Regions from separate parts of the Sus scrofa genome. Here regions 1 and 3 are each linked to region 2. Evidence: chromatin contacts called from public Hi-C and HiChIP or PLAC-seq data. All regions are on one chromosome and are shown on one strand. Each heading gives the region's core, a stretch centred on a gene start, on an enhancer-like site or on the middle of the called end of the contact. The rest is flanking DNA. Distances are from core to core; before and after follow the strand shown. Region 1 has its middle 17 kb from the start of SLC27A2. Region 2 overlaps ATP8B4 (probable phospholipid-transporting ATPase IM). Region 3 overlaps ATP8B4 (probable phospholipid-transporting ATPase IM).

The links. Hi-C and Micro-C count contacts between places; a contact is called where the count stands out from the background. HiChIP or PLAC-seq counts read pairs in DNA pulled down with a chosen protein or histone mark.
Region 1: a contact with region 2 is called in an H3K27ac HiChIP or PLAC-seq map of alveolar macrophages. The contact joins two enhancer-like sites. A contact is called at or near these places in 7 of 47 Hi-C or Micro-C datasets (alveolar macrophages, embryonic fibroblasts, mesenteric adipose tissue and 2 more) and 1 of 2 datasets of contacts at active chromatin or transcription factors (alveolar macrophages).
Region 3: a Hi-C map of fibroblasts shows a contact between it and region 2, with 4 times the contacts expected there. The contact joins two enhancer-like sites. A contact is called at or near these places in 2 of 47 Hi-C or Micro-C datasets (embryonic fibroblasts and fibroblasts).

What each region holds. Positions count from the first base shown.
Region 1 is chr1:121,594,599-121,597,298 of Sscrofa11.1, reverse strand. No RefSeq gene overlaps it. Among named protein-coding and RNA genes, the nearest start is that of SLC27A2, 17 kb to the right of the region's middle. Within about 2 kb of position 1,393, at least 3 of the 83 cell types and tissues checked have an H3K27ac peak or open chromatin away from gene starts, as enhancers often do. A contact at or near this core is called in alveolar macrophages, where this site is marked.
Region 2 is chr1:121,723,845-121,726,583 of Sscrofa11.1, reverse strand. The region is part of intron 3 of ATP8B4 (probable phospholipid-transporting ATPase IM); the gene reads right to left. Among named protein-coding and RNA genes, the nearest start is that of ATP8B4, 96 kb to the right of the region's middle. Within about 2 kb of position 1,308, at least 21 of the 83 cell types and tissues checked have an H3K27ac peak or open chromatin away from gene starts, as enhancers often do. A contact at or near this core is called in alveolar macrophages and embryonic fibroblasts, where this site is marked.
Region 3 is chr1:121,908,127-121,910,826 of Sscrofa11.1, reverse strand. It overlaps ATP8B4 (probable phospholipid-transporting ATPase IM), which reads right to left. Exons shown (of 29, transcript XM_021095810.1): 28 at 110-240. Among named protein-coding and RNA genes, the nearest start is that of DTWD1, 230 kb to the left of the region's middle. Within about 2 kb of position 1,441, at least 6 of the 83 cell types and tissues checked have an H3K27ac peak or open chromatin away from gene starts, as enhancers often do. A contact at or near this core is called in embryonic fibroblasts, where this site is marked.

The DNA.
Region 1 (2,700 bases), core at 144-2,643, 130 kb after region 2:
TCTTAAAGCTGCCTCCTTCTACCCACACCTTGGGGTTCTGCCCCCTCCTAATACCAGCTGCAGCAAAGGCATCCTTCTCCTCTTCCTCTTCCTGCTTTGCTGTCCCTATAGTTAATAAGCACACAAGCCCTTTTCATTTTAAGGGATGTTCACTGATGATTACTACAAGGTGGGGGGAGGCAACTAAAGTGGGGAGAGAGAAAGAGTCCATACTCTCCAGGGTCTTACCATCACGATCCTGATCCATGGTTCTGGATTCCCTAATTCAGAGAGATGAGCCAGGTGGGAATTTTGATAGTAGAGCTGCCGGAGTCAAGTTGATGACGTGGGATGGTCCTGGGCTCACCTCCTCCCAGAAGACACACTGAATCTAAAGCTACATGTGAAACAATTTCCAAAGAGGAGGGGGGACCCTAAAACCTGTCTTAACTCCTACAAATGAGGCAAACGAGGGAAAACCCACCTTGAAGTAGGTAGGGGGTCTGGGACACAATGCTGCCATAAACCTCACCCCAGACTCGGCAGCCTACCATAGGGAAGGAACTGAGACCTCGGGCTTCTCCCTGAGGAGTGAAGGGTTTGAACCCCATATCAGACACTCCAAATTTTACAACTTGCACCTGATAGACAAGCCCCAAAGCATATAGCTGTGAAAACCAAGCAAAGTCAGGTCTAGGGATCCCACAAGGCTAAGCGGCTCTTAAAGGGCCCTTGGGCTGAGACTCACCTGGAGGCACCCAGACCCTGTGTAAAGGAGGCTCACCTGCTAGTACTAAAGCATCGGCCTGGAGGTGGGCAGGCATCTAATTTAGCACAGGGGGACGGCTGGTTTGTGGGCATCATCCTTACGCTCTCCCTCTGCCTCACTCTAGCTAGTAAGCACCACCTTTTTCTCTTTCTCACTCTCTCTTTTTCACATCAGGCACCATCTATAGCTCTCTGTCTGCCTCGTTCCAGCGGGTGGGCACCATCTTTGTCAAGCACCAGAGCACCAATATCTCCTGGAGGGGAGCTTTTACTTGCGTCTGATAGCCTAGATTTTGTGCCTGCCACCCAGGGGGATTCCATTTGATTACCTGGCTCCGGAGGGCAGGGGGCTTTCCCATCCTGGGTCTCAGGAGACTGGAACGATCAGAGAGGCTGTTCCCAGCAGGCTACCACCCCCAGGGCACTGCACAGACTGCCGACAGAAACACACCCCAATCTTCTGTGAAGGAGGCCTATTGGCTTGTTCAGAAGCTTCGGCCTACAGGCAGGCTTCTGGTCGGGCACACAACTAGAAGCCAGTGGAGGGGCTCTCAGGGAACAGAGACCAGTGGACACCATCTTCGTGCTCTCTCCCTTTGCCCAGCGCCAATTCGCTGGTATCACCCAGAAAGGAGCTTATGCCCTTATCTGGCACCCTAATTTTTGTGGCTCCCACAAGGGGGCACCAGAGGGTGGCCAATTAACTTATACCTGTAGGTCCCACAAAAGAATTCTTTAACAGCTACCACCCCAAGGCTCAACAAAAGGAAACAAACCCAGAGCTCAGTCTTTCTGTGAAGGCAGGCTACTACCTTAACATTATAAATGCAGCCTGAGAGGCAGGCTTCTAACTAAACGCACATCTGAGGGCTGACTAGTCCTTTCCAGAAACTTGGGAGGCAGACACTGTCTTCCTACTCTCATGGGGCCAAGCTCCACAGCACCAGTATCTCTGGGACAAGAACTTTTACATGCATATAGTCCCCCAATTTGTACATCTGGTACTCATGTTTTTACAGCAAGAGGCCTGGGAGATGCCCCTCAATTGCTGGTAAATGTAAATATATAGTAAAGATAATGGATTAATCACATATAAAGGATACCCTATTGTATGATGTTGGTGGCAGAAACACAGAGGGGAAAAGTGAAAGATATTATCAAATAATTCTATCGAAAGTGATAGACTTTTATATTCACAATCGTCACATTTTTCCTCATTTTTTTTCATGGAATAATGTGGTATTATAGATGGCGTGATTTGCAATTATCCACCTTTCCTCTTATCCACAGTGCCTGCCTTTCCCCAACAGGTAACTCTTATCTACTATTTACTTCAGCACCTTTTTCAAAGTTCTCCTACTCCTAGAAGCCTCTCTGACTAGTCCCAGCTGATAGGATCACTCCTCTCCTCTAAATGGAAACAGTTGGTTCCTTATCATGTTACACAAATGATTATCATGCCTGGCCTTGCTAGGTCACTTCTGGGGATTGTACTGCCACTTCCTCAAATTAGGATTCCTCAACCTCAGCCCAGGCCAGGGCTATCATGAACCCATGCGTGAACTCAGCAGCCAACTAGCAAGTGGGAGGCAGCGAAAAAACAGAATGCAGAGGAGTTCTTGTCATGGCTCAGCAGTAATGAACCTAACCAGTACCCATGAGGATGGGGTTCGATCCCTGGCCTTGCTCAGTGGGTTAAGGATCTGGCGTTGCCATGAGCTTTGGTGTAGGTCACAGATGGGGCTCGAATCCAGTGTGGCTGTGGTGTAGGCCGGCAGCTGCAGCTTTCATTCAACCCCTAGCTTGGGAATGTCCATATGCGGCGGGTGCTGCCCTAAAAAGCAAAAAAAAAAAAAAAGGAAAAAAAAAATACCAGGACATAGAATCCTATCACTTGACACCTGGCATGGAGTTTCCAGGTCTGTTCCCAAGCATTCAAATAAGTGGCTTTTT
Region 2 (2,739 bases), core at 59-2,558:
CTGCAATACTAGAGGGAAAGAGAAAGCTCTGAAGAGTCTCACACCTACAACTTAATGCTTCAACCCACACTCTCACAACTCATTGACCAAAAAGAGTAACATGTGTCCAAAAGGCAGAAAGCCAGAAACAGTAATGGATATCACCAATGGCCACCACAACCAGAAATGTAAACAAACCCTAATATTTGAAGAGTACAAGACACATAAGCTACAAAAAATAAATACCAAGCAACCTCAATGCTCTCAAACAAGTCCTATTTCAATGCCAGATGTAACAGATATTTGACTATTTTCCCCTTCCCCTCAGCTGACAATGCTCCAAATTTCTTAGTCCTGTGATCTGTAAACTCAACTCCCATCCATAACTCCAGGGTCAGGCCCAGATGAGCTTAAACCAACTATATGGCCCATCCTCCTAAATATACTTTGAATTCAGGGATTAGCACATGACACATGTCACATGATTAAGGTCTTAATAATAGTCATTTTATCAGTTCTGGGAATTTGCTGGAGACATAAGTTTTCTCCCTCTTACTGGATTCCAACCTAGGAAGCAAGTAGTCCTAAGGGTCACCGACAGCATCTCAGAACCAAGAGTGGATGAAGCTGCCAAGAATAATTCTTACACTGAAGATGCAGGGCCAAGAAATGCAGAGAAATAAACTAGTCCAAGCTTCTCCTGAGGCTAGTCATACCTCTGGCTTTTTAGTTATATGATCTGTCCATTTATAGTATTGTCTAAGTCAGTTTGAGTTGATTTTTCTTTTATACCCAACAAATCAAATCTCAAGTAAGAGGGTTAATAATATACACAAGATTAGTTTGTGTTTTTATATAATAGTTTACTTTTATTTCTATATTTGCCTTAAAGAGTGAGTCATGGACGGCTGAGCCTAAATGCAGTTGGCGGTTGTCTGGGGACACTGCCTGCGTCTATGAATCCCACAGGCCAAACCCCAGGAGCTTTCGCAATGATTACCAAAGTTTCAGCACTAGCAAAAGATCTCCCCACATTTGATGAAATATTTTTATGTTGTAACAGCTATAAAAAGTAACTGTCAGGATCTTGGGTGGGAGAGGCTATTTTTCTTACCAGAGAGGCAGCAGATAGAGTACTATTATAGTACAAGTTGGATTCTAAAGAGAAAAATAGCCCTGACTTTTAGGGAAGAGATTATCTCTAAACCATAAAATGAAAACCAAAAAAGAGACTGTCCACAGACTACTTGCATTAAAAAGGAAGTGGTCTAAAGGCATTTGCACCATGCAGGAAATATGTGACACGCCCATGTTTATGCAAAGATCCCAAAAAAATGCATGTATGGGACAAGCTGGCCTGGAGATTGGACATCTGGCGCCTCACTGGTACCAGGCAGAACCACAGCTCCTCAGTATGAGTCAAGGTTGCTCAGTGAGGAATCCACAGCATTCACAGTTGGGAGGAATCGAGAAGTGATAACACTCAACCCACAGAAGGGGCTTTACAGAGAGTCATCAATAAACACTGGTTACATTCATTATCACCAATACCACCATCATCATCATAACATTCTCCTGTGCCTGGGCTCCCCACCATAAGCAAAAACATTTGTGGCAGGGGAGAGAGCAGAGGGCACATTTCCCCCAATGTTCACCTATTCATTCATCTAAGGGTCTTCTATGTGTCATGCAATGCGTCATTGAGCCAGAACTATAGAGGTGAATAAGCAAAGACCTGACCCTGCACTTTAGTTGTAGGAAGAGAGGCAGGAATAAGCAGATGATAAACTTGTACACTGATGACACAATTTAAGTAAGTGATCAGTGCTATGAAGAAAACAGTGAGCAATAGAGTAGGAACACCTTGCCTGACAAGAAGATGCCTGCTTCATGTACCTTCAAGATGACCCTACCTATGAGACCACTAAACACCTGTCCCCCAGGGGATGTCCAAAACAGTCCTTCAAGCTATCAGAAAAATAAATTAAGAATTTCCATACATATTTTAACAAAGATTTCAAAATGTAAAGTTACTAATATTTAATGCACATATGTATTCACACACATACAAATGTACATTTCTATGAATACATACACACATAAACATTATAATTACAGATATACAAAGTAAATATGGGAAGTAAATATTGTAAAGATTCTCTTTTCACAAGTAGGGAGCATACTTAGAAAGTTTTAAGAGGGCCAAGTTGAAGACGCAACACTGTTATGGTCAAAGGAAATGAGTACGACTCATGTGTCACCAAGGCTTAGACACAGAAAGGAAAATTTAGTTTGTGTGTAATGGTGTCTCTTGTATCATAAAATGACACTAGCTAACAGGGGTTGTCTCCTGACATATGCCAAGCACTGGACTGAGCACTGAACATGCATAATCTCATGTAATCTTCAAAAAATTCCAGCGAGCTGTTACCACTTCAGCATCATTTTACAGATGAGAAAATCGAGGCTCAGAGAAGTTTTAAGAGTTGCCCACAAAAGCTATGTTGCATGGAGTCATGTGTTCTCCCAAATGGTATGTGTTTCCTGGTAAATGAGTCAGAAACAAGGAGTCAGTCTCTAGCCTCCCTTCTGATCAGTAAACTCACTCACCCTCTTAGGACATTCTTCATCTGGTGAAAAGAGCCTCCCTAAATTAAAGCACAGTGGAGCACACACACTAATTCAATCAGCTGGAGCAGTCACTTTCAGTCCTTTCAATCTAGGGAGAGTGTCACGGGGCTTGTCTAGGGAGCTTCATTT
Region 3 (2,700 bases), core at 192-2,691, 180 kb before region 2:
TGCTGATGGGATGTTCACTAACTCTTCCCTTGACTTCCAATCTGGCAGAAGACATGATTCCAATAACAGAGAACCAGCCCCTCAAATACCCATCTGCTCCACAACATACCTGATCACTTAGGGTTGGGAATAAATCCACCCTCAAAAATCTGAATGTCACTATAGGCATAACTGAAGCCACTGTCGTTAAGAGAACAACAAGCCAGATGCACTTCTGGTTCAAGGAATGCCATGCAATTCCTATTATTAAAGAAAAATATATGTTATGGTTATAAATAGAACTGAATTATGAAATTAATCGGTTCTTTGTCTATTCCCACAGATCTTTTCTGGAGGGGTGAGGTTTGGCGTACCTAGAGAGAACCACTGAGTATTTTTCCCAATACCTAGAATGCTCAGTGGTGATGAGAAGAAGGCAAGAGTGGTAGGATCGGCCTTGGAAATTCAGACAAAGCCAGGCATTCTCAGATCCAGCTCAGTCCAGCTTCACTCCTAAGGCAGAACTGTTTTATCTGGCCTCAAGATCCCTCAACTACAAAGCAGCCATTATTTTTAAAATGAATAAAACTATCATATCAAAGCAACAGAAATATTATACCAAAACTACACAGTCTATGTCCTGGATGCAAGTACAATCTCAAGTAATGGTCTTATCAACTGCCTATGTCATAAAAGGTGATCTGTATCCACTTTTAAATTGAGGCAACAGCCCCAAAGAAGCTGCCTCAAAGCAACTTACTGATCTCTCTGATGTTCACTTGGTTACAAAATACTCCAGGTTCCAAGGAGATCATGGATGCTCCTAGGTTTGTGAAAAGAACATCATTCCCTACACTGGAAAATCACTGATGCAGCTATTCAGTATTTTAATTCATAGAGTAGTGAAATGCATTTCCAAGCCTGGAGCTAATTTTCTTATTTTGTACTCACACCTCATATACTGGGGCGTTTGTTTAAACAAAGCAATAAGGGTCAGTAAGGCAGAGAGACGAATTATATGGAAGATGTCTACCCTCTTATATTGCCAAAATAAACTTGTTCCTTTTGGTTTTCTAGGCACATGATACCTCCAGTGACCCAGGTTTCCCATCCCAATGCTACAGTGTTAACAGAATTTGAATGGGCTGTCATTATGAGGGCTTGGCTACTTATTGGAATGTCTGCATTCTCTGTCTTAGGAGCATAGAATCTGCCTACCAAAGAGCATTTTTCCAGTTGCTTGAGCAGAGACAAATTTGACTCAATAAATTAAATGTCTCTTGGAGCTCCTTGAAGCTCAGTATCCCCCAGGCATGGCTGGAAAAACAAGCTTCACTTTAAAACCACACTCCTGCTTGCTGCTGGCTACCAAAAGGAAAAAATTATTTTTTTCTTAAACCTCAATGTTGATCTAACTTTTGAAAAGTCTCATTGGACCTCAGTAATTAATTCCTGGGATGGTATGTGCTTAGCTGGAAAGAGTGGTCCCCACATAAACTACTTTCTCCAGTTAAGGCATTCCAGTCTCATTATGCATGCCCAAATGGTCTCTTGGGACTGGAAGTCTTCTGGTCAAAGCACTGAACTTTGAGATTTATCAACCCCCAAAAAAGAGAGAAAGAAAAACTTAAAAATAGTTTTAATGTCTCTTTCTTTCCTAATATGCTAATTCTTATTCATAACCATCATGCTTCTGCATGGTTGGAATCCTTTGGTAAACAAAGGATTAACGTTACATATTAAGTAAGAGTGGTGAAATTTAAAGATTTCCATGGACACACAGAGCAAGACAAAAACTGAATACAACACTCTGAAATGTAGACATGTGTTTAAATGGAATTATAATGTCAGGTGCTTTTGGAAATGTATACCCCTATAGTTGCCCTCACGTTGCTTTTTACATGAAGCAGTGTTTTCAGCATTGTTTTTCTAGACTGCATATTCCAAACAGTGGATGCAAATCACAGTCTTGCCTGATTGAGCACAAGAAGGTTGTCACTTTGTATATCTCTTTTCCACAGTTTTGGAGATGAAGTCAGAAACATATCTGTTACCAACTTAGCTCATACATACTACAGATTTCAAAAACTCTTAAAAGTCTATTAATGGACCCACTGTGTAAAGCTCAGTGGCCCTTGCTTGGAATCATTTTGAAATGAAGAATATAATGGTAGTGTACTCGGTAGACAGACTAGAGGTATACTCTCTGCAGAATCTCAGGGGTTTAAGGGATTTTAGAAGGTCTTTTACTACTCATCTGCTGTTCTAATCACTTGCAATGTCACCAACCAATCATTGAGCCACACTTTCTTTAATCACCATTATCATCATCACAGGTAATGTTTATTGAAAAGGTACTACGTACCAAACTACATGCTAAGCATTTTATATATGTTATTTAACTCTACAAATTTTCTATAAAAGAGGAACCATTAATATCTCTAGTACAGAACTGAAGACATTAAGGCATGAAAAACAAAGGAAAGTTCCCTAAGGTCACACAGATTGTAAGTGGCAGAGATGACACTTAAAACCCTGCCTGTCTAACTACAGAGCTTACCCTTTGTGTACTTCTAGACCAATGTCTAACAATTTTTAAAATTAAAATTAATAAATTTTATAGTATTTCTTTATTTTATAAATGCAAATAAGTTCCACAGGGGAACTTTGGCAGAGATTTGATAATGTGGCATGAAAGAAAGCCTAGTTTTTCTTTCTTTT